Linked DNA regions of Hordeum vulgare: region 2 is linked to region 1. The links are chromatin contacts, called in public Hi-C maps. All regions are on one chromosome and are shown on one strand. The core of a region is the stretch at or near the end of the contact, and the rest is flanking DNA. Distances in the headings are between cores, read along the strand shown.

What was found. Hi-C and Micro-C count contacts between places; a contact is called where the count stands out from the background.
Region 2: a Hi-C map of seedling shows a contact between it and region 1, with 2.2 times the contacts expected there. The contact joins the promoter of LOC123409883 here to the promoter of LOC123410026 in region 1. A contact is called at or near these places in 1 of 6 Hi-C or Micro-C datasets (seedling) and 1 of 1 datasets of contacts at active chromatin or transcription factors (embryo).

What each region holds. Positions count from the first base shown.
Region 1 is chr7H:580,305,483-580,311,876 of MorexV3_pseudomolecules_assembly, forward strand. It overlaps LOC123410026 (U2 small nuclear ribonucleoprotein B''), which reads right to left and starts at 4,400. Exons shown (of 10, transcript XM_045102898.1): 1 at 3,941-4,400; 2 at 3,765-3,827; 3 at 3,466-3,559; 4 at 3,318-3,383; 5 at 2,902-2,974; 6 at 2,704-2,740; 7 at 2,141-2,247; 8 at 2,005-2,074; 9 at 1,167-1,249; 10 at 174-590. The coding sequence starts at 4,258. The coding sequence ends at 536.
Region 2 is chr7H:580,449,107-580,455,180 of MorexV3_pseudomolecules_assembly, forward strand. It overlaps LOC123409883, which reads left to right and starts at 2,550. Exons shown (of 3, transcript XM_045102755.1): 1 at 2,550-2,879; 2 at 3,594-4,448. The coding sequence starts at 3,594.

The DNA.
Region 1 (6,394 bases), core at 3,150-5,649:
CCTCCGTTCCTAAATATAAGTCTTTTAAGAGATTCCACTAGAAGACCACATACAGAGCAAAATAAATGAATCTATATTCTAAAGTATGTCTGTATACATTCGTATGTAGTCTTTTAGTGAAACCTCTAAAAAGACTTATATTTAGGAACGGCGGGAGTATATCCCTCTACCCATTTTAAACAACACTCTGAATTCAGCATTCAACTAAAGGAAACGTGTGGCTGTTATATTGTACAGGATGTAGAAACAGGATATCCAAGAGAGCAAGTTATACTACCTCTGCATCATAATATATGACGTTTTAGCACAGCTCAAATGAACTGCTAAAACGTCATATATTATGGCACGGAGGGGGTAGTTACAAAGCAGAACTAGGCGATACAGCTAAAATCAATCACATCATGTTATGCAACCGTAGGTCCTGCATAACCTAACACATCACGAGCAAGGACATTCCACCGCGCACGTACGTTATGGCATCGGACTCAACAGCATTCGAGCACCAGCCCACAATGAACACCACTCTCCGCTGCATTTAGGATCTGTTATTATCACGCTGCTTGCGCAGGCCCATCCGAGATTTGGCATATCTAGCACATGTTAAGGGAAAATGGTATGTGAATAATTATAACTACACAAAAGAACCACCGTGGGAAAGCGTGATTGCAAAATAAGGACGGCGTAAGCTGTTATACTCTTATAAGTTTCTATTATGTCAATGGTCACGCGTCATGCTTGTTTAGATGTGTCATTGGTCAAGACGAATATAATTGCTTCATTGATAGCAAGTGGAGGTAAGATTCAGCTTGCACACACTCATCAGTTCAGGTGATAGTGTGACCGAACAAACATGAATCAAAATCAGACTCAGACATTTCGTAGACTATTTTGCGTCAGTGAGCTGGTGGTGTAATTGAAAGATCAGGGGTACCAAATTTGGTGTCACCAGCTCTCATAAGACGATAAAACCTCCGTCCGGAATTAACTGTCACTGAAACGAGTGTATCTAGACGCTTTTTAGTGTGTAGATACACTCATTTCAGCGACAGATAATACCGGACGGAGGGAGTACCTTTTACTTAGAAGCAACCAAATGAAGCCTAGGAAAAGGATCTGCAACTAGACATAACAGCAAGGAAGTAAAATGATGTCGAGATGTAGGATACTCTAAACGCATGCCCTCGCCAGATGATGAATGTAGAATAGCTCCTTGGAGACGATTCAGGGCTTCAGTTGAACTGTGATCGTCCTGCAGGAAGAAAATTACACTTTGGGATTAACTCTTCAAAATTGTAATTGATAACAGGAATGGAAATACTAAGTCATGTCATAGTCATTAGCAACTATTGCATCACAACTTTTTTGTGTGCTGATGCCTACATGCGCAGAATGTACGATATCAATAGCATGTATTCATGACACGACACAGGAACACTAACATATATAGGCAGCAAGTGACCTCTCGTGAAATAACAGTCAAGCTTGAACCATCTATATATTGTAAAAAGTAACATAGTCTACGTTTTTCTTATATGCTTTTTGTTAACATAGATTATCAGGCAAATACAATATGTTTTCCTCTCAATACCCACTTTAACTGAGATTGACCGAACATGAAAGATTGCATCTTCTTGGTTCAATTTCTTGGACTCAAAACAAATGGGAAAAGTAAAGTCTTCACATAATTTTACCACAAAGAATTAATCAGTTTTAGAGATAGTCCTTATTGGTTATGTAAAAAAGTTTGGATAGACATCGTCAAACAGAGCACAATAGAAGTTGAGTTTTGTAGTAACAAGTTAAGATTGTCTCAATGAATCATATGGAACCGAGATAACTAGCGATGAACACAAAAGAACAAAAGCTCAATTTTATCACCCGTTTAGGAAGATATAGCATAGCGTAGTAGCTCCTTATCATAAGCACTATATGCTTCATTACCATATAATTTATACAAATAAAATAAATTGCGACAAGGGAGAATGACAATTTTGTTGATTATACCTTGAAATCAACAAATGCAACAGGTGCTCCGAACTTGTTTTGCATCTTCAGCTTTATGAATCCCTCACAACTGAACATGAAGCTTGTTAAAACACGATAACTATTTATCCCATATCATAAGGTTTTTAGGGCATACCCAGAGAAAACATCAGTCAGCTCACGCTCAGAAACAGTCTGACCAAGATTTGCAACAAAAAGGGTAGGGCATGGCGGATTATTTTGAGGAGCAAACATTGATGGATCCTGCAGGTAAGTGCACATACAGAAACAAGTTAGCCTTGCGCCTAATCCCAAAAAGGAGGAAAAAGGGAGGTGTACCAATTTGTGTTGCCTAAATAGTTAATGTTTGCTCTCCTCATTCAGGAAAAACCATTAGATTGTTTACTAAAGCTTTCCAATCAGCCTTCCTAATTCAGTAATGTTAAAGAGGATGGTAATTTAATAAGCTTTGCAGCAATTTCACACTCTACAGTTGCCTTATATAGTTAAAATCTTATGTCCAAACTAACACCTAAATTTTCAGAAAAGTTGGTCAAGGACAAATTATCAAGAAATGATAGAAAAGCCTCTTCGTATGAAAATACAAGCAGCTGAAATTGGGATCACTATTTGAATATCTTGGTTTATTACTTTAATCCGACAGACCCCGTCCCTAATTGAGATATACTCCTAAATATCAAGGTGCAAGAATAAACTCACCTTGCTGAAAGCAGCACTAGAACCAAAATCTGTATAACTGCAAGTTGAAAATGGTATTAGTTACTGTTATGACATTTCCTGAATGTAGATGTCCTAGTCTTGGATGTATTCTTTCTAGTATCAGCCACATGATAGCTTAAGGCTGATAATCCTAACAAAATCACATAATAAGACTGTGCTCAAGTAGTGTGCCATAACCTTTGTGCAGGATAACCATTCAAGCTGTGTGAAGAATTACCCATTCCGGACATGTGATTATTGCTTCCAGCACCTGATATGGCGCAATGTGCCAAAGATGTGCAAGGTGAGTGTTTTGCAAAGATGAAGTGGCATTCCAGCGAGGAAATGAAGTCGCATATAACAAGCGTAGTTGGATATGAACATAAGGGAAATAATAGGATAACAATTATAGGGGCTCCACGGTGAGGGGAATCATTTTAGTGGTTGGTACAGAATCATGGATATTGGATAGTATATGTATTGCTCATGTGACTGCAAGTCTGCAATGGAGCTGTAGTAACCAACCACCAACATGAATGCGTGGTAGTGGACAGATCAATCTAGTGTAAAAACTAGAAGAAAAAAATACTATTCCCAAGCTACTTGAATAATACCTGAATCAGGACGTCCCCTTGGACTTCTAGCTTTTTTCCCAGTAGATTTAGGGAAATCCTCATAATCTAAGCAAAACAAAAACAAAAAGGTTGTGAGCAACAGCAGAATAGCCAACAGTCACATAACATAAATAACAAAGTATGCAACCTGATCTGGGGCGCTTTGATGAGGTTGATCTTGAATTAGATTTTGCAAGATCTACATGTATAGAACAATTCTTCTCAAGGTCAAATACCAATCCCTGTACAAAATAAGTGATTCAGAAAATCGGCACCTCACACGGTCGATAACTTGACATAACAGATTATTTTCCAGCATAACTTCTGACACAGAAACTTCTGTTTCGAAAAACAGTTGGTCGAAATCGCATGGGAGTGAGAGCAATTTTAATAATGGGGAAAGCATAACTGGATGCGGTGCTTATTCATGGCGAGTTGAGATCTTACATTTGTGGCACTCATTGCAGCCAGCGCAGACGGCTGATCTCCAAACACAGCAAACGCATACGACTGCAGCGGCAGAGAAATCAGGCTGGGTTAGGTAAAGCATTCGAAAAGGGATCGCCAGAAGGGCCAAGATGCAAACCCTAGAGTGGAGCGAAAGGATAGTTGGGGGTGGAAACCTGGGCGGATTTGCCGGAGCGGACGTGGGAGGAGACGTAGCCGGGGAAGTCGCGGAAGAGGTTGTAGACCTCGCGGGGCTTGACGTCGGCGGGGAGGCCGGCGATGAAGAGGGTGCGTAGCTCGTCGCGCGGCGGCGCCAGGGGCTCCGCGCGGTCGAAGTAGCCGCCGTACGCGGGCGGCGGGGGCGCCGCTAGGTAGGCGTGTTCGTGCTGGCGGTACGTGTCGTACGAGGAGGTGCCCGGCGGGGGAGGGGGCAGGGTAGCGTAGGAGGAGGAGGCGGCCCTGGGAGGCGGCGGGTTGTAGTAGGAGGCGGCCATGCGCGCGGCGCGGGCGGGCAATGGGGGAGGGGCGGCGGCGGCGGCCTGCGTCGACGGTTTCCGACGGCGTCCGGCGGAATCTGCGGCCGTGCTCGGGCGCCCGCGGGCTGGGTCGTTTGGGTTTGGGTTTCCGATTTGTGGTGGCCGCGGGCGTCGTTGTCGGCCGGGCCGGGCGGGACTCTCACGGCGACCGGTGTCTATCCGCTCTGACGGGATGGGTACCGAGTACCGACTCGTGTGAGGTAGAGTAAATTGCTCAAAGCCACCGTATTCGTGGCTTGGTTACTTTATAAAACCATCATTTTAGCCCCGTTCAAAAAAAAAAAACATCATTTTAGCCAAAATGACGAAAGACCACCATCATCTATCTATATCTATATCTATACCTAATAATAAAAAGGTTGTTGCTTCCGTCAGAATTTCCACTGCGGCATTTTTATAAAGAAGCCCCTATCTTTTTAGATAATTAAACCCGCGGTCCTTCCTCAAGTGAGAAAACGTTTTGTTCAGAAATAAACCCCCTTTCTTACCCTCGCCTCCCCATCCCAACTGCCAGGAGGCGCCCGACCTGCGCGATGTCGATGGATCTGGAGGCGGGTGCGACGACTTGCTCCGGTGATGGTGTCGTCCTGCTCGTCTAGAGAAAGAGAGAGGCACGACGTGAGGGGGAAAGGATGGAGAGGAAGAAAGGAGAAGGAGAAGTGGCGTAAGGTGAGGGAGGCAGTCACTGGCGGCGGTGCCTCCGGTGACCAACGAGCGGGCAAGGCGGCGAGCTCCTGTTGAGGCGGCGGGGCTTAGTGCGTGTTGTTTCCTCAGGATCGAGTCTTGGCTTTCCCGAAGTGGCGGGCGGTTGCGAGCTTCGATTTGGATGATCCCGATGGAGAGCTGGGTGGTGGCTCTAGGTTCCAGCTGCCTCGAGAGTCCTACCTCCCCAAGCTCGATGAGATTGCTAGCCACCTTTTGAGGTCCTCAGCCCTTGGCCGGCTTCTCATCCTGTTCAGGTTTTCTTTCATGTTATGGGGTGTGCTCCGGCGGTGACGTACGACCGAGGAGGACGGGGTATGATGTGACTCCAATCAGTATCGGAGGACAAGTGATCTGTATGGCGTGGTGCAGATTTGCCGTTCTGGACAGATTCCTGATTTCCAAATTCTGGTACGGGTATGCCTGAATCGCTTCTTGGCCCTGTTTTTTGCTTCTTTTTGTTGGTTTACCCTAAAGTCTAAAGTTTCAAATGACATGTCTATTGTCTACTTCTCTAGATTCAGGATCTGCATATATAATGTGATTCCCATCCACTGCATTTGCTTGGCTGCTCAGTTAGAGAACCGCAAGTTCATCTATGTCTAGAAAGTACTTAAATTTCAGTCGAGTAATCATCAAATCATTTGTTTATCCTGTTGGTACTACCTGTTCTAGGGTAGTAAATTTTTAGCTTCCTACTACCTCTTCCTCTATTACCTCTTCACTTGCTAATACATGTTCTACTTCTGCTATTTTTTAGCAAAGACAGAGAGTAAGCGTCCTTGTAAGTCTCCAATTGTGCTATCATGTCTTGGATCGATCTCCCTGTTATGGTGGATGCCAAGCCTCCAGATGTAGGGTAAACTAGATCATTACATGTAGTGAAGCCCTACCATGTCTCCGACAATGCGGCTTCTACAATACCAGAGCGCCACCCTACCTAAATGACAAAAGACGCAAACCAAAGGCCTCTTGGAGGACTCGCTCGAGATTTGTTGGTATGCTAGATAGAGGAATGATATTGGATATTTTTGCATAAAAATAGTTGCAGCCTCTTGGACATATATAGTTATACTACCTACTCATGAGGAATATCTTATTTTATTATTAGTACCGCAATAACTTTTTAGAAGATCTGATTACCAGAAATATGGAATTTCCTATAAGATATTTGGAAAGCAGAGTTCATGAAAACAAATGCCAGTCCTTTTATTTTCTGAAAAGCTCTCTTCATTCTTTTTCTCATCTATTCTTACTGCTTGAGAATTTTTGCAGTCCGTACCAGTGTTCCTATGCTAAAAGTTGTTGTTTTGTCCTTGCAGATTTTTTTTCTATGGGATTTATGCGGTCCAAATAGTATAATATTTTATTACTTTTCTGGAAGGATGCAAA
Region 2 (6,074 bases), core at 1,300-3,799, 140 kb after region 1:
TGCGGCGGCGGCACGGGGAGGTGCTCGCGGCGGCTGGCGGCGGCGTAGTTGGGGGAGCCAGCGAGGTCCGACGATGGGGCACCGCAGTGGGACGAAGTCCGGCGAGGGGCAGTGCTCCGCGACCCGGGCTGGAGCAGGGAGCATGGGGAGGTGGCCGGGAGAACCTCGGGCATGGCGCTGCCATGAGAGGAGGTGAGGACTCCAGATCTGGAGCTGAGGGCGAAGGTTGCGGGAGCAGAACGGCGGCGGCGCGATGCGGGCTTGGGTGGGCCTCGGATGGGCTTCACGGGCCCGGCGGCTGGAGGTGGGAGGAGGGAGCTGGTGGGAGGCGGCTAGGGTTTCGGGGGTAGGCGTGCGGATCCCGAGGCAGAGGGGGGTTGGCTGCCTAAAAATGCATAGGGGACTATATATAGACAAACGGGGGGCTAGGGCTAGCCGGAATCGCGTTGCGGATCCAACCGCGGGGTCGGATTCGAACAATTCCGCACGCGGGAACGGGTACACGGCCGTGTAGAGAGGATATCCGGAGACGAGAGGGATAACGGGTGGCGCGACACGAATTTTAAAACACCGACAGACGTCCGACGGTAGCCCGAATACGGTGCTGCTACGGTCGATCGCTCGGGTACCAGACGGACTCCGATCGCGACGAAATTCGACAGGCGGCCTGGCTATATTAAAATAAGACCGCACGTCAAATCTCAACCCGGTTAGAGAAAGTTTTACGCATACTTTAAAAACAGGGTTTCGACGGTGCCGCGGGCGCGTGCGTGTGTGGTCAGGCTCGGAACGAACAATGACGAACGCGAAGAGAAGCGGCAACTAATAACGGATGCAAGTTTTGAAAACTGACGGCAACGGAGATGCCGATGCAATGCAGATGATGCGGAGGATGCGATGATGACACGACAAATAAAATAAGCCACACGACGAAAACGAAAAGAGAGGGGAATCTTCTAAAACGTCGACATCGGGCTGTCACGGAGAGGCATTGCCCCCCTCCCACACGTCACACACCCGAGAAGGTTAGGGACGAGCAATGATGCTTTGCAATAGAGGCCCTGCTGCAATTGCAACAAGACGCTTATTGCAATAGGGACGTATAGAGCTGAGAGCTACACATGTTTTATTTAAAGAAGAACAAAAATAAAACTTACTGCAATGAGACTTGTGTTTTAAAACTTTCTGTAACAAGACATGTGTTGTTATATCAGAGGCGTCATTCAATCGCTAGAAACGTGAAATCTGGCGGCTCATGCCGGGTAGAAATTTTCTATCATAACTATCAACTAACATCTCTTTTCTTTTAGTTAGGAATTGAGATATTTTATAATTGATAAATGTGTACGTGTAATATTTGGTAGAATATATTTTTGTAGGGATATTTGGTAGAATATTAATTGCACATTGATGTTACATGCAATGTTAATTGTGCTATAATCATGTGATTATCCATGATATTGCTATTTGTATAATATTTATTGAGCATTAAACATGTTGAGCGCTTGCCATTGAGGCAATCTTGACCGTTGGATTGACATTCACTGATGGCCGAGATTAGTTGGATCTTCTCCTTCGTTTTTTTCTTTGAGATATGCTCCTCTTTTTTTTTTGAGTAAAGTCATGGTCCTTTGTAGACTAGTACTGTATTTAATGAAAAACCCTATTTGCTGCTCTGTGCCAAGCGGTGTCGAGGCTTCGCACAGAGCGGGCGGGGGATCGGGCTGGCCCATGTAGCGGGGCTGCCGTGTCCGGTCTTGGAAACCTTCTAGAGGTTTCAACCGTTTTTGACAAACTTCTACAAGGTTCTCTCAACCAATTTTTTTTCTTTTTTCTGGTTTCTGTTTAAATATGTTTTGGAATTTGAAAAAATATTTTGGAATTTGAAAAAATGTTTCGCAATTTGAAAAAATGTTCTGGAATTTAAAAATGTTTAACATTTGATTTTTTCCTAAATTTGAAAATAATACGCAATCTAAAAAAATGTTCCGGAATTGGAGTAATGTTTCGGAATTTGAAAAACTGTTCTGGATATTCAAAAAATATTCTGGAATTTAAAAAATGTTCCTAATTTGGAAAAAAAGTTTCAGATTTTGAAAAAGTGTTGCGGAATTCAAAATATGTTCCGAAATTTAAATTTTTTTCCCGTAATTTGAAAATGTTGCTGAATTTGAAAAAATGTTCCGAAATTTTAAAAATATGTTCAGGAATTTCCGAAAATTCGATTTTTTTTTCAAAATCCTAAAAATGTTTTGCTTCAAATTAGGAAAGAAAAGGAAAAAAGAAAGAAAAAAGGAAAAAAAAACGAAAAAGAAAAGAAGAAACGGAATAAAATAAAAGTAAATCTGGGCCGGCCCAGTAGGACGGCCCCCTGTGCGTCAGCTCAGCAGTGGGCCGCAACGAGCGGCGCATAGGAGGTCCCGTATTTAATCTCCAACTTATCTCTAGGCAGAAGGAGGCCCGTGAGATCCGGCCCCGGCTGTTGGGCTGCGCCGAACAGACCGAGCGGGACTCGGCGGCCACGCGCGACGGACGGACTGCCTCCTCGGTAGTCGATTTGGCTGGCGATCCCCTTCTCGTCTCGTCTCGTCTCGTCTCTGCAGCAGCGACCACCACCAGCGCCGGCGCTCGGCTCCGCTCCACCGCACGTATACCCCCCCTCGTCTCCTTTCCGCAGCGGCAGCCGGCGTCGGCGACGCGCCCGTCTGTCCTCTCCCGCGCGCCTGCCCCCACGTCGCGAGCGGCAGCGTCCTCCGTGTGAGCGCAACCGCCAGCGGCAGATCCCTCGCGGGGTCTCCTCCTCCTGCTGCCGCCACCCCCCGCCGTCGCCGTCCCCCTCCGTCCGCCCTTCCGCCGCCGCGTCATCCGGCAACTGCAAGGTTTGCGTCCCGACCCGACCCGACCCGACCCTTGCTTGTTCGTGCCATCGTAGCGAGCGTTACTGTCGTTGTTGGTGGGGTGGTTAGTGGTAATTGCTTGGTCAGCATTGTTTCGTCACCCTGTCGTCGGCCTTTCCGAAGCTTGGAAGTTAGTCCTCCTTCTCCTCGTTGAGGTTGCATTTGATCTCTACAATTAGTGTCATTGCTGGCATGGAAACTGTGCCATGAACAACAAGCCTTTTGCAAATGCTTGGTGCAAAGTTAACCCCCCAATTTACCCTCGGTCTTGTGATAGAGGGATTCTTTACATGACCGTGGGTTGCTTCTGGGGTTAATGTGGAACTTTGACATGCGTTGCGCTTGTGCTAAACTTGCATGCCGTTAGAACACGCGTTAAGTTTCTACCTAGGAATGTTTGCTACTTTCGTTTTGCACACGGTTTATATCAGAAGGTACAGGGGTGATGCATCCTAATATTATTGTAGGTATACAAGGATTCTAACAGATGGTACCCAGGCCTGAATTTTGTATGTGTTCAACTGTTTCTAATATCTGTTTTCTCTCGCCAAAGTCCTCAAAGAGCTGTGTTAACGGTGCACCCTTATGGTTCTTCCGAAAAATGCCAACTTAGTTACTAATGTCGGTGATATGCATCTTATTTACCAATTTAAATATGTGATCTAAATGAATTACCTTTTGTTCTGATTTTGGTAGATGGATTCACTTGAACTCGAAGACAGTGGTGAACACCAACCGTCTCTGGAAGTTTCCCTTGCTTCAGATGTTATATATGACGACACACCTGTATGTCCATGCATTGGAAGTGAGCACCAGGCAGAAATCCCGAATCTGTGCACAGAGGATGAGCGTCAGCAGCTCATGACCAGCTCGCTTGGAAGCGTGCTACCTGGTTTTGATTACCCTGTTACGGTTGGGTTAGCTATACCAGTTACATGGAAACCAAGTAAAGTCCGTAAGGAGGAAGAATTTGAAAGGCATCATTCTTCAGAAATCGAAGCAAGATCCATCAGCCAAGATGAGGATAGTCCTGTAACCTCAGTTTGTCCAACCAGCAATGATACGAGTGACCGTGGTTCAACATATCAGGATCCACATCCCATGGTGCCCGTAGATCATTTAGAATCTGGCAGTGAACGAGCAGATGACGGAAACTTGAACCCATGTTCTACTCAAGAAGGCCTCAATTTTACTAGTAATCCAATGATGCAGCAAGGGGAAATTGATCAATTTACTCCGCTGCCGTGTGCATCCACTTCCCTTTGGAGTGGTATTGAGGCAGAATGTTTTCTGCTCGGGCTCTACATTTTCGGCAAAAATCTAAGTCTGTTGAGCAGGTTCGTTGGTAACAAGACTATTGGGGATGTGCTTTCCTACTACTATGGAAAGTTCTACAAAAGAGATGCGTATAGAAGATGGTCGGATTGCAGAAAAGCACGAACTAGGAGATGCATTCTCGGGGAACGCATTTTTACAAGTTGGCGGCAGCAGGAGATTATTTCTCGACTTAAATCTGTAATACTCAACGAAGCTCATGATTCGTTGGTGGAGGTACGTTGCAACTTAGCCTGTATAACAAGAAAAAATGATCTTGTCTGCCTTTGCTTGTTGTAGTTGGTTAACTGATAATTATGAAATGACTCAGCATGAAACTATCCCCATGATCAGCTGAGGCTCTGTTAGTCTGATCGCACTTTCAATACTATTTTTGTGTATATTACTAGAATTAAATGTGTTTATGTGGCAAGATCTTTTCTCTCAGTTTTTCTTTGTAACTTATCATGAATGGTTAAAAGGAATGGTGTGTACTAAGTCCAGTTGAGGTTCACTGTTGAATATTATAGTATGGGACGTAACATCTTTTAAAGCGTTGCTCTTGCTGCTTCCCAAGCGCACAGACGCGGGATGCCTGCGCGATCATCGGCCGATCAGCCTCATACACCTTGTTGCCAAGATTTTCGCCAAGGTGCTCTCGCTCCGTCTCGTGCCACGGCTCGACGCCCTCGTCAGCAACAACCAGAATGCGTTCATCCAGGGGCGAAGCCTGCATGACAATTTTGTGCTAGTCCGCCAATCTGCTCGCTTGCTGCACCAGCTGGGCGTGCTGCGCGTCTTATTAAAGCTCGACCTCGTGCGGGCTATTGACTCGCTGTCCTGGCCCTTCCTCTTCGAGGTGCTGAGGCACTATGCCTTCGGGAACAGATTTCTAGAGTGGTTGGCAATCCTGCTATCCTCGGCCAGCACCAAGGTGCTGCTGAATGGAAGCCCTGGCCCCCCTATTTGGCATCGCCAGGGCCTGCGCCAGGGTGATTCCATGTCGCCGCAGCTGTTCGTCCTCGCCGTCGACACCCTCAGCCGCCTGTTCAAGCGCGCCACCGAGCTCGTCGTCATCCGACAACTGCACCCCACAAGGTCGATCCCCCCATCTCACTGTATGCGGATGACGTGGTCCTATTCTGCCATCCTCTGCCGGACGACATCGAGGCCGTGAGGGCAATCTTGTTGCTAATTTCGTCGGGCATCTGGGCTACGCGTCAATTTCGCCGAGAGCACTGGTACGCTCATCAGATGCGACGACGACACCACGGGGCCCATCGTTGAGAGCTTGGGCTGCCCAATTGTTTGCCTCCCCATCACATACCTGGGCATCCCGCTCACCATCAGGCGATCGGCCACAACTTAGCTGCTCCCTCTCGTTGACAAGGTTGTAGGGAGCTTGCTCACATAGAAGGCCTGGCTCATGAATAAAGCGGTCCGCCTTGCCTTGGTGAAATCGGTGCTCGGTGCAATCCCGCTACACTAGCTACTCGTGTTGGCGCCGCCAAAGAAGATTCTCAAGATGCTTGAGAGGATACAGCGAGGGTTCCTTTGGGCCGGCCGTGCCGAGGCTAACGGTGGTCACTGTCACGTTAGCTGGCGTCAGGTTGCGCGCCCAAAATGCCTTGGTGGGCTCGGAGTGCACGACTTGGAGCGCACCGGCATGGCGCTGAGGACTTGTTGGCTATGGTTCAGCAAAACTGATGAACGCCGTGCATGGTCTGGGCTCGAACTCCAGTTCTCTGCTGAGGAACACGCCTTCTTTTTCGCGAGCACCCACACGATCATCGGGAACGGCGAGACCACTAGATTCTGGGAGGACCGGTGGATCAATGGGCGCTCCGTCTACGAGATTGCGCC